Linked DNA regions of Sus scrofa: regions 1, 2 and 3 are each linked to region 4. Evidence: chromatin contacts called from public Hi-C and promoter capture Hi-C data. All regions are on one chromosome and are shown on one strand. The core of a region is the stretch at or near the end of the contact, and the rest is flanking DNA. Distances in the headings are between cores, read along the strand shown.

What was found. Promoter capture Hi-C pulls out the DNA fragments that hold promoters and counts their contacts. A called contact is a pair of places that touch in the nucleus more often than the background predicts.
Region 1: a contact with region 4 is called in a promoter capture Hi-C map of liver, with 4 times the contacts expected there. The contact joins the promoter of SLTM here to the promoter of MYO1E in region 4. A contact is called at or near these places in 1 of 5 promoter capture datasets (liver), 1 of 47 Hi-C or Micro-C datasets (liver) and 1 of 2 datasets of contacts at active chromatin or transcription factors (alveolar macrophages).
Region 2: a Hi-C map of skeletal muscle shows a contact between it and region 4, with 5 times the contacts expected there. The contact joins the promoter of CCNB2 here to the promoter of MYO1E in region 4. A contact is called at or near these places in 2 of 47 Hi-C or Micro-C datasets (mesenteric adipose tissue and skeletal muscle).
Region 3: a Hi-C map of embryonic fibroblasts shows a contact between it and region 4, with 2.7 times the contacts expected there. The contact joins the promoter of RNF111 here to the promoter of MYO1E in region 4. A contact is called at or near these places in 1 of 5 promoter capture datasets (liver), 9 of 47 Hi-C or Micro-C datasets (alveolar macrophages, embryonic fibroblasts, fetal heart ventricle and 6 more) and 2 of 2 datasets of contacts at active chromatin or transcription factors (alveolar macrophages and skeletal muscle).

The regions. Positions count from the first base shown.
Region 1 is chr1:113,083,695-113,086,394 of Sscrofa11.1, reverse strand. SLTM (SAFB-like transcription modulator) reads right to left here and starts at 1,300. Exons shown (of 21, transcript XM_021073623.1): 1 at 940-1,300. The coding sequence starts at 1,101.
Region 2 is chr1:112,940,734-112,943,433 of Sscrofa11.1, reverse strand. CCNB2 (cyclin B2) reads left to right here and starts at 1,362. Exons shown (of 9, transcript NM_001114282.1): 1 at 1,362-1,385. The coding sequence starts at 1,362.
Region 3 is chr1:113,058,288-113,060,987 of Sscrofa11.1, reverse strand. RNF111 (E3 ubiquitin-protein ligase Arkadia) reads left to right here and starts at 1,382. Exons shown (of 14, transcript XM_013992925.2): 1 at 1,382-1,782.
Region 4 is chr1:112,676,174-112,678,873 of Sscrofa11.1, reverse strand. It overlaps MYO1E (unconventional myosin-Ie), which reads right to left and starts at 1,329. Exons shown (of 28, transcript XM_003353343.5): 1 at 685-1,329. The coding sequence starts at 687. FAM81A (protein FAM81A) reads left to right here and starts at 1,199. Exons shown (of 9, transcript XM_005659549.3): 1 at 1,199-1,304.

The sequences.
Region 1 (2,700 bases), core at 51-2,550, 410 kb before region 4:
ACAATCTATCTAAACTTATTTTATAAAAACGAAATGAAAAAATAGCAAACCTCAAGCCTCAAGACGTCAGAATTGCCAGTCATTTCATAAAGCAACTTCAAAAAGGAGCAATTTAACTACACGAGAGACACTTTCAGGAGGAAATATCATTAGGTATCAAAATCACATGGAGCTTTATATTTTACCCAGTCGAAAAAATTAACTATCACATATTATCATACTGAACAAAAGTCTAAATATTCTCGATTGCAGAAAAGTTGCTAGCTACGAAAGCAAAGAACTAAAAAGAGCTTTCCTAATTTCTATAATACAAACTTATTTCTCCTCTACTACAGTTTCAACACTCACTCAAACCAGAAAGATTATCCGGGATGAAAAAGCAGATTATTGCGCTAATGCATAAACAGAAAACCCAGCGGAAAACAAATCCTTTCTCTTACCCACCCATCAACTCCCACTATCAATTCCCCTCCAATATGGGGAGGAAACGGTTGGGCACAATTAAACGGTAACTTCGCAGAAGTCACCAAAGTAACCAGTCCCTATGAGGCCAAGAAATGCACGCGCTCACCATCGCTAAAGGCTGGGGACCGAGTGCCTCCCGGATCTCCACGGTCGCCCTTGGGAGGCCGCGCCGGCCGGCTGCAGTCCTGCCAGCCTGGCGAGGACGTCCCTGGGGAAGCAAGGGTGCGCTCGGCTGCGGCGGCCGGTCCCGGGCTGCTCGCTGGCCCAGGGCAGGCCAGGCCCGGCGCACGGAGGCGGGGGCGGGGGCGCCGCGGGAGGGTCCTAGCTCTCCCCGCGCGCGCGGGCGCCGCCTGGGGCCTCCCCACCGTGCCACCCCTCGGGTCCCGGCGGCTGCGGGTGGCCGGGAGCTGCGGCGGAAGTGGGGGCTCCGAGGCGCGGCCTAAGCTCGCCTTCCCGGCCCTCGCCGGGCCTCACCTGCTTGAGTCGGGAGACGAGCACAGTCTTGACTCCGGTGATATCCAAGTTCCGCCGCTTCAGCTCGGACTTGAGATCGATGACCCGCAGATCGGTGATCTTTTTACCTTCTGCCTGACCGGAGGCAGCCGAGGCTGCCACAGCACCGGTGGCGGCAGCCATTTTAGAAGAGCAGCGCGCGGCCGAGGCAGCCAGTGGGCTGCAGGGCGGCGGCAGCAGCTCCAACTTCGACCCAGGCCTCGCCGGCAGCCGGCGCCGCGCAGCGCTGCGCACAATGAGCCGCTGGCCCCGCCCCCTATTCGCCACCCGGGCGCAACCTGCAGCAGCGATCAGCACCCGGATGACGGGCGCGCGTGCGCACTTGCGCAGGGGACGGCGCCCCGCGCGCGCCGCGGAGCCGGTCTTGCCACCTGGGCGGTGCGACTTCATGCGTGGGCTGGGGAGGTCGGGCGCGTCCAACCGCACCAACTTCCATACCTCCATGGTTCCGCGCTGCTTCGTTAGCCATGTTTTGGCAACGTCTCTAGTCTTGAGCAACAGCAGTGTGCTAGGCACTCTCGGCATACATAGTTCGCGCGTTACTCAACACAGAGTAAGAGGCGTGTGCGCTCCGTGAACCTCTTCAGGGAAATACTTTATCGGTTCTGCTGAATAATCAAAAAAAATGTGGCCTCTGTGCACGAACGAACTAGTTTCCCCAAGTTCCATTCAAAGGCCGGAAAGAAACCCTAGGGCGGTTAATATAAAGAGCATAAAGGGTTATAAGAATATAAAGGGCTTGCCTGTGTGATAAGCCGCCCAAGCTGTCTCGGGGAAAACGTGCCTCTGCCCAGGAAATCTTCGTTTATTCTAGGACTGCCCATCTCACTGGAAAAGCAGGACAACTTCCCTTCTGAACTGGCCAGTTTATCATCCTCTCCGGGGGGTCCGGATGTCTCAACACAAAATTGATTACTGAATAAGGAGTTTAGTTTATAGGTGCCTGTTACCGTTCTCATTTACTGTCCTCACTGTTTGATCCCCTCAAAATTTGGGACTCCAAGAACAATGACCACCTTATGCGGGACTGGCCTGTACAAGTGAGTAACTTTAGCCGGTATTATTAATCATCAAAGCATAAGCAATTATGGAATAAAATTATTCTATAAATGCCAAAAACAAAGTATGACACACACTTAATTCTTACTGGAAATTTCCTGGTTTTAAAATTGAAATAGATGAGTTTTATGTCGCTTTAGGTTGCCTTTTCTCATTAATTAATTAGAACAAAAAAAAAAAGAAAAACTGGGTATTGTAAAATAATACCTGACGTTTGGGTAGTTCTTTATAATGTACTTTGCCATACAATAACCCCCTCATCCTTCCAAACCCTGTGAAGTAAATCTCTGCAAGGCTTAGAGAGGTACAATGGCTTGTCCATGTTCACATAGCTGGCATGTGCTCAAATCCAGTCTCCTGATTCTAAATCCACCTCTGGGAGTTCCCGTCGTGGCGCAGTGGTTAACGAATCCGACTAGGAACCATGAGGTTACGGGTTCAATCCCTGGCCTTGCTCAGTGGGTTAACGATCCAGCGTTGCAGTGAGCTGTGGTGTAGGTTGCAGACGCGGCTCGGATCCCGCGTTGCTGTGGCTCTGGCGTAGGCCGGTGGCTGCAGCTCTGATTCGACCCCTAGCCTAGGAACCTCCATATGCCGCGGGAGTGGCCCAAGAAATAGCAAAAAGACAAATATATATATATATATCCACTTCTGTCTTTATTA
Region 2 (2,700 bases), core at 113-2,612, 260 kb before region 4:
TTCTAGTTGTACTTTGTTAACACCACAATAGTATAACAATAAAGCAAAAATACAGTTTTACTCACAACCCCTGTGTACTAAACATCCATTTTTTTCTTCCCAACCCTCCCCCCCCCATACTGGACATCTAATTTTTAGTTTTAGAACAATGGATACTCTAACATTTTTCCCATGCCACGCGGTAGCTGCAATTATTTCTGTTTTACAAAATAGGAAGCAGGTCTAGAAATGTCTGATGCAAGGCGAGGAATTAATCCAGATCACTGAACTTCACTTAACCATCATTAGTACCCCAGTAACAGAGTGGAGGAGAAGTGATGGGAAAGCTTGCTCAAATTCTCGGATGGAGACGCTCTTCAAAGCTCATTCCACTACTTTCATTGTGAGCCTGGGACTCTTTCCTATTCTCTTTCCTGATCCTCTCATTTTTTTCTTTCCTCTTTTCCTGTCTTCACCTGATCCTCCTACCACCTCTGTCCAAGGCTGGATTACACTTATTTTCTTTTTAAAATCTTCTGCACGTCATAAGATAGTTTATTCGACGAATAGACTATCTTACGATCTTACGATCACTCACCACAACACATATGAAACAATGGGCTAGGTGCTGGCAACACAACGGTGAGTTTACGTGAATCACGAGTCACACAAATCAATTGCATTTATTTCCCCCCCCCAAGAATCTTAGTTTTCGAGTAAACGCCACAATTCCCAGTCCTTAAGCAAACGTTTGAGCGTCATTCACTTAACAGTACAGCCCGAAACCATCCCAAGTCGTCAGTTCCATAACCGAGACAGGCTAATCCAACCTTAACTCCAATGCGAAATTTCCGGAAGAGGAATAAAGGTCAGAAATGGCATTTCCAGGATGTTCTCGAGAACCAACTTCCGCCCACCCAGTACAAACATAGACCTTTGTAATTGAGGCCTCGTCGAAATTCGGAGAAGACGTCCTACGTCTGCTTTCCAAATGAAGCATTTCATTTTTGTTTATCTTAGGGTCTGAGTTTTTTTTTTTTTTTTTTTTTTAAAGGACAGGAGGCAGGGAGGAAAAAAAAAAACAAAACAAAAAACCCCACAACCAGTTGTTACGACTACTAGACGGGTCTGGAAAATTCAGCCAATCATCCTTCGGGAATGCCTCTTGATTAGCCAATGGGAGGAGCGCGCCGTACGTAGGGCCGCCCAATGGGGGCGCGAGCGGCGCGGTATTTGAATCCTGGAACTAAGCAACTTGGTCAAGATCCGGCGGTGCGGGCCGGTAGCACAGTCGTAACGGCGGCTGCGGAAAGTAGTGCTCTTGGTTTCTAGACCGCGTCAGTGCCTGAGCCGGGCTGCCACTCTTGCCTGTCCCGTCCCTCATGGCGCTGCCCCGACGCCCGACGGTGAGTGGGCCGGTCACCCCTAGCCCGCACCGGCCCGGGCCCCTGGCCGCGCAGACTCCCAAGCCGCCTCTCGCTTCTCTCCCGCCTCATCTCAGAGTTGCTTCGTCCCAACCTGCGCAGCTTTCGCCTTTGTCTAAGCATCCCGGACCTTGGGGCCTGCCCTCTCCCGCTGGCTTCTCCTGGCCTTGCTTCCTCTCTGGTCCCGGTCCCGGCTCCTGGTCTGGCGGTCCCTGCCCGGGGCGCGGAAAGTGCAGGAATGCGCCCTGGGGGGTGGCACTTGTCTAGGGAGTCTCCCGAGCACCGGGCCTAGGACTCCAAGTGCGTTCCCCGAGGGCTCTTTGTTTTTAAAGAAGTCATTAAAACACAGCTTTTTGGGATTTCCTTCCTCTCTTCTATAACTCCATGCCTGCTAAGGTATCATTGATGGGGATGGAGGGAAGGCCTGAAGAAATTCCGAATGCTGTAAAGTGTTCTGAATGTTCGATCAAGCAACGGCCCTGAGTGTTTTTCAAACTCTTAAACATTTCGCTTTGTATGAATTTCCGATTTATTTCCGCACACGAAATTTTTCAAGGCTCAGTTCACTAATGTATGGGCTTGTCCTTTAAAAAAAACTAATTTCTTTATTCAAGTGTAAAAGAGATTTTGCATATAACTTGGGGCAATATGGCCAACTGAGAGAGAAGGGTCCAAATTCATTTATTTCATCCTCGCGAAAAACCAAGTGGTAATGGTGGTTTGGGTTTTTCTGTGTGGTTGAATTGCATCTGGATTTACTTTGTTCTTTGCTGAAAAATAGAGGGACCTGACACACCTGAGCGCCATCCTCCTGGCTATAGGCTAGTTAAAAGCTGTCAGTTTTTCCTTTCAAATGGATTTAATTTAGTCAGGTTTCAACCTATAAGCATTAAACTTTCAAACGCTTTTTTAAATTGGCAGTAACTGTTGGAAAAATTGAACAATGTGACTTTTAAGAATCCTAATAAATTGAATACATTCAGTATTTAGGGAATTCCCATTGTGGCTCAGTGGTAAGGAACCTGACTGTATCTATGAGGATGCAGGTTCAATCCCTTGCCTCTCAGTGGGTTGAGAGTAGTCTTCTCAGGAGTTCCTGTTGTGGCGCAGCAGAAATGAATCCGACTAGTAACCAAGAGGTTGCAGGTTCGATCCCTGACCTCACTCAGTGGGTTAAGGATCCAGCATTGCTGTGGTGTAGGTTGAAGATGCGGCTCAGATTCTGTGTTGCTGTGGTTGTGGCATAGGCTGGCAGCTGTAGCTCCAATTCAGCCCCTAGCCTGGGAACTTCTGTAAA
Region 3 (2,700 bases), core at 133-2,632, 380 kb before region 4:
ACCGTTAGGTCTGGAAATACATGACTTTGAGAGTCATGAGTCAATAATAGTTAAAACCATGGCAGTAGATAGGATGAGGGAGAATTTTATATTTAGAGTGAGAAAGTATGAGGGTTGAAATAAAATCCTGGTTCAATATTTTTCTGGTTAACCTACAAAACCTGTTACCCTTTCTTGTTTATTAACATTATTATTTTAAAATATTTTCTTCATTTAACAATATGGAGAATATAGACAAAGGAAGGGGTATTGAGAAAGATAAGTTGATGACAAAAGAAAGGAATCAATGTTTATTGAAAACTTAATTGGTAAGTAATGTTTGAAGCATTACATGAACTCTTTTAATCTCACAAGAACCCTTTGAGGTAAATGATATTACCTTAGTTTTTAGAGAACAAAACTGAAGTTTTTTTTGATTTAGACTTTTTTCTTTCTTTCTTTCTTTTTTCTTTTTTTTAAGGGCAGCAGGCACCTTGGGCATATGGAAGTTCTCAGGCTAGGGGTCTAATCAGAGCTGCAGCTGCCGGCCACAGCCACATAGATCCTGAGTCCTGTCTGTGAGCTACACCGCAGTTCCCCACAACCCTGGATCTTTAACCCACTGAGCGGGGCAAGGGACCCACACCCACACCAGCCGGATTCGCTACCGCTGAGCCACAACGGGAAACCCTCATTTTTTAAAAATTGAAGTATAATTGATATTTTCTTTCTTTTCTTCCTCCCGTCCCTCCCACCCTCTCTTCCTTCCTTCCTTTCCTTTGGAAATATTTACAAAAGTCTGTAATCAATTAGACAGCTGTTAATTGGTATCAGTGGGATTTGGAAGGAAATCTGATTCCAAAGCCTACATCCTCTTTCCCTACATCCTTCTAATGCACATAATGAAACATTTGCTAACTACTGATTTTTATAAAATACTTAAAAGGCATATGTACGGTTAGTTCCCAGGACATTTACTACTACTTTTGATCTGATTACGGAAGTAAATTCATCTTAACGGTGAAGTACCAGGATCTTTATGATGGCAAGTATGATTTGAGTATCATTTGCTGTGAAAGACACTAAAGAATTATGTTTTTGTTCAACTGTAAGTTAAGTATAGTCAATAAACCTTCGGTTAGTTGTTAACTTTTCGTTATGAAAAAATCAGCCAAGATGTAGTCAGTATTTTGCCTAAATACTGACATGTTTCACCATGAAAAATAAAATAATGAGCTTTATGACATCGTTAGGTTTCGCCCACTAAATGTTAAAGCGAGTACAAAGGGGGAGGGCCAGGAAAGAGGGGGCGGGACGGTGAGAAACTAGAATCTGAGCAAGCGCAGAAACAAACAGATGTTAATAGAGGCTTGAAGGCTGCTGCGCTCTTACTTTGCGAACTGTCGTAAAGCCCCCGAGTGTCGTGCTTGCTCGGGAGAGGAGGGATTGGTTAGGCGGCGGCGGCGGCGGTGGCCGGAGAGCGGCAGCAGTGGCGGCGACGGTGGCGAGGTGTTCGGTCTGGGCAGCATAGAAGAGCCCGCAGCTTCGCGGAAGGAGTTCCTGTGGGACCAAATTAGGCATTCTGAACCCAAGCCGGGTCAGCTGGGCCGAACCAGCCGCTGCCGCTCGTACAGTTTTGGTGGCGGTGACAGACATTGCTCTTGACTGTAGGGGCCTATTAGGCCAACAGCTGAGGCGCAGATCACTGGTTCTCGACGCATCCTCTTCCCCCCTTACATCTTCTGTCTTCCTTCCTGGGCCAGTGATTCCCGGAGCCTGGGAAGAGGGTAGCTAATGATTAAGGTGAGGGGGCCGGGGGGGAGGGGATCGATTGGAGGCCGCGCGTGCGCGCAACGGGGGAGGGGCCGGACTGGAGGGGAGAAAGAGGAAGGGCTGCGGCCGAGGCAGGCTAGGGTCGGCGACCGGCCGGTTATTGCTGGCTCCATAGTGACTTAGGGTCTGGGTGTCCGCAGAAGATCTGATTGTGTTTGAGCAAAGCATTCGTCTACCGACACACCCACACTTCTCAGAAAGGGACTGTGGGTGAGGGGATTTCTTTCCCTTTTTCGACTTCCCTGGAGTCTTAGGACGGGGGCTGAGGACTGAGCGTGGGAGTGCGATTTGACAATGGAGTGACGGAGGTAACCCGCACCCGGGGTGTTGGGGGGCGCTAAGTCAGCCCTGACGGTTAGGGAGTTGCCTTCTTCTCTGATCAAGGAAACGTAGACCGCGGAACAGCAGAAATACAGACGCGTCAGATTTTGTATAGAGTTGGCTTGTTGCTCTTTAAAAGAAGATTGATATTTTCAGTTTTGACCTTAGATAATTATCAGAGTCAGTGACAGTGCTGTAGTGGAAATATTTCTTCCGTGCTGAAAAAATGGAGGTTTGTCACCGTAGTTCGTAAGTTATAGTAGATAAGTTTAACGCAAGTCTTTTTTTTTTTTTAAATAATCCTCTTGTAAAAATCGAAGAAGGATTAATTTACAAAATTGTTTTAGTTTCAGCAAGTCTAACATTTAAAAAATACCAGGAAGTATAGGGTATTCTTTTAATTTGTTCATGTTTGTAGTGTGGGGTGACTCCATTGTATTGCATGCTTTCCTGTTTCTTGATTTCTCTACAGTATGAATTTAGAACTCTTTGGGGTAGTAAGATGCCAGCTGACATAGACTTCATTTTATAGTTCTTATAGCTTTTTAAAGTTTGACTTAATCTAGA
Region 4 (2,700 bases), core at 80-2,579:
AAAGTGCCAGCCACCTCACACTTGGGGAAGGGAGGGGGCTGTTTACTTGGCCTTTTTGATGCAAAGACCATCCCGGCGGGCGCCGGGAGAAGCGCAGGCCAGCGTGGCTCCGGACAGCCCATCGGCAATCTCGCCCGCAGCCGCCAGCCCACCGCCAGGTGCTCGCTCTACCTGGCGCCCCGCTGCCTTTGTGCGGCCGCGCCGCCCCCGCGGGCGTGCGGATGCTAGCGGGACAGCTGCGGCGCTGCCGGCAGCCGGGGGAGGAACGGGGGTCGGCGGCGCTGGTGCCGCAAGCGAGGAGCGCGCGTGCGCGCGCGGAGGGGCGCGGGCGGCCACCCCCACCTTCCCAGCAGGAAAAAAGCGACCCCCTTCGCGGGCGGTGCCCCTGAAAGCAGATCTCACCATACTCTGGCTTCCGACAGCTGGCAGCCATAGCCACCCGGCCACGAAAAGTTTGGCGACGCCGAAAACGACTTGAAAGAAAGTTTTCCTTGGCCCCCACTCCCTCTCCCTCAGCCCGGTTAAAGGAAAGCGGCAGGAAATATGGGCTCGGGACGTGCCGACTCCAGCGTCCACCTTCTTCAACCATGGGCTCGGCAGCTTGCCCAAGGTGGGTGCCCTGCGCCAGGGCTAACTGCCCCATCCCCGGGTCAGGCATCCCGGGACGCCGCGCGGCCAACTCACCATGGTGACTCGCGCCGCAGTCGCGCTTCTGCCGGTCCGGCTGCCGGGGAGCTGGAGCTGGAATGCAGTCTCCTGGGCGAACTTCAAAAGTTGGTTCCCTACGCCAAAAACAGGCTCTCGACACCCAAGCACTCACAGGAACCAATGGGAACCCTTGGGGGACTCCATCCAGGCAGGATCGGCGGCGCTAGGTGAGGGCGACAAGGAGGCGACTTAGCAGGAGGGGCGCATGCTGCCCAGGGCCGGGGTCCACTCAGACTGGGCGCTCGCCGCCCGCCTAGGTGAGTGCAATGCTCCGCGCGCCTCCGACTCGCTGCCTTGCCTCGCTCTTTCTTCAGCCACTTACTCCGTACTCTTCTGGCTGAGCCTCGGCTCGGGCTGGGCAATCTGTCCATAAATGGAGAATTCAGCTCAGGCCTGACCAATCAGGGTTTGTTTTCACATCGTCACTCCTCAGGGAAACCGTAGTAGCCAACACGCTTGGAGCTGCCGGAGTTTCCAAAGCCCTCTGGATCCTGTAGTCCTCCTCCAAGCCCGCCTCCAAAGAGCGCTGCTGACCCAGCTCGTTCCCGGCTGCCAGACCTGAACTGGTAGGAAGAAAACCACTCTGTGAAAGAGAGGTAAACTTCTAATTTTTTTCCTTTAAACGCGAAAGTTGGAGTAGGTGTGGCCGAAGTGGTATAATTTTCCTGTACTTTTTTTTTTTTTTTTGAAGAAGGAAATATTTTATCAGCAGAAGGATCAGAGCCGTGGCAGCAGCCCAAAGGAAATCCTTTTTCTTTCCAACGTCTGGATTGGGAGGAAAGTCAAAAATATCGTTTCCCCCACCCTTTTTTTTACCTGAATTTCCTTGGAAAACAAAAGAAGGCTTGTGGAGGGGGAGGAGAGGAGGGGGAGTTTTGATGGAGAAGTTGCACGTGCAGTGAGCCAGGGCCAGGGGAGAGAGACCTGGAAAGAAAGTGCCATCCAATCTCAGTCAACATTTATCTGTTGAGAACAATTAGTAGTGCAATCAAGAAATCAGGTGGGCAATTAGGAGAAGATTAGGGTGGGGAAAAGCAGAATCCTGAAATAAAGGTAGAGAGTCCGATATTGTTTTCAGGGTTCAGGAAGTAAACTAGGTGGGTCATAAGAGGATGGTCCTCCCTAGATCTGTGAAACTTCAGGGCTCAGAAAAACTGTGAAGCATAATGATTTACTGTAGTATACTCTATGAACTTGGTTGGTTGCCCGTCTCCTGAATAGAGGATCCTGGAGTTGAAATGGGTGTTAAAAATCCTCTTGTCTATACCACAGAAAGTAACACAGCATTGTAAATTAACCACACTTCAATTAAAAAAAAAATCCTCATTTAGAATGGTAAACAAAATGTGTGTAGTCATGGAATGAAATATTATTCAGCCATTAAAAAGGAAGAAAGTACTGATGCATGTTCTGACATGAACCTTGAAAACATTAAGTGAAGGAAGCCAGGAAAAAAGACCCCCTATTATATGATTCCTTTTATATGAAAGTAGAGAATGGGGAAATCCATAGAAACAGAAATTGCTAAATTATTGATTGCCAGCACCTGGGGAAGGGGAGGATGAAAGTAATTACTAATGAGTATGTGTTTTTTTACCGATGAAACTATTCAGGAATTAGTGGTGATTCATGTACAACTTTGTGGATATACTAAAAACCACTGAATTGTACATTTTTAAAGGGTGAATTTTGGAGTTCCTGTTGTGGTGCAGCAGAAACAAATCCACCTAATATCCACAAGGATGAGAGTTTGATCCTTGGCCTTGCTCAGTGGGTCAGAGATCTGGCATTGCTGTGAGCTGTGGTGTAGGTTGCAGACGTGGCTTGAATCCCATGTTGCTGTCGTGGACAGCTGAAACTCTGATTTGCACCCTAGCCTGGGAGCCTCTATATGCCTCTGGAGCAGCCCTAAATTAAAAAAAAAAAAAAAAAGAAGTAGCAGTAGTTTTGTGCAAGGAACTGCCACATTTGGAGGTGTAGGAAATTCATCTG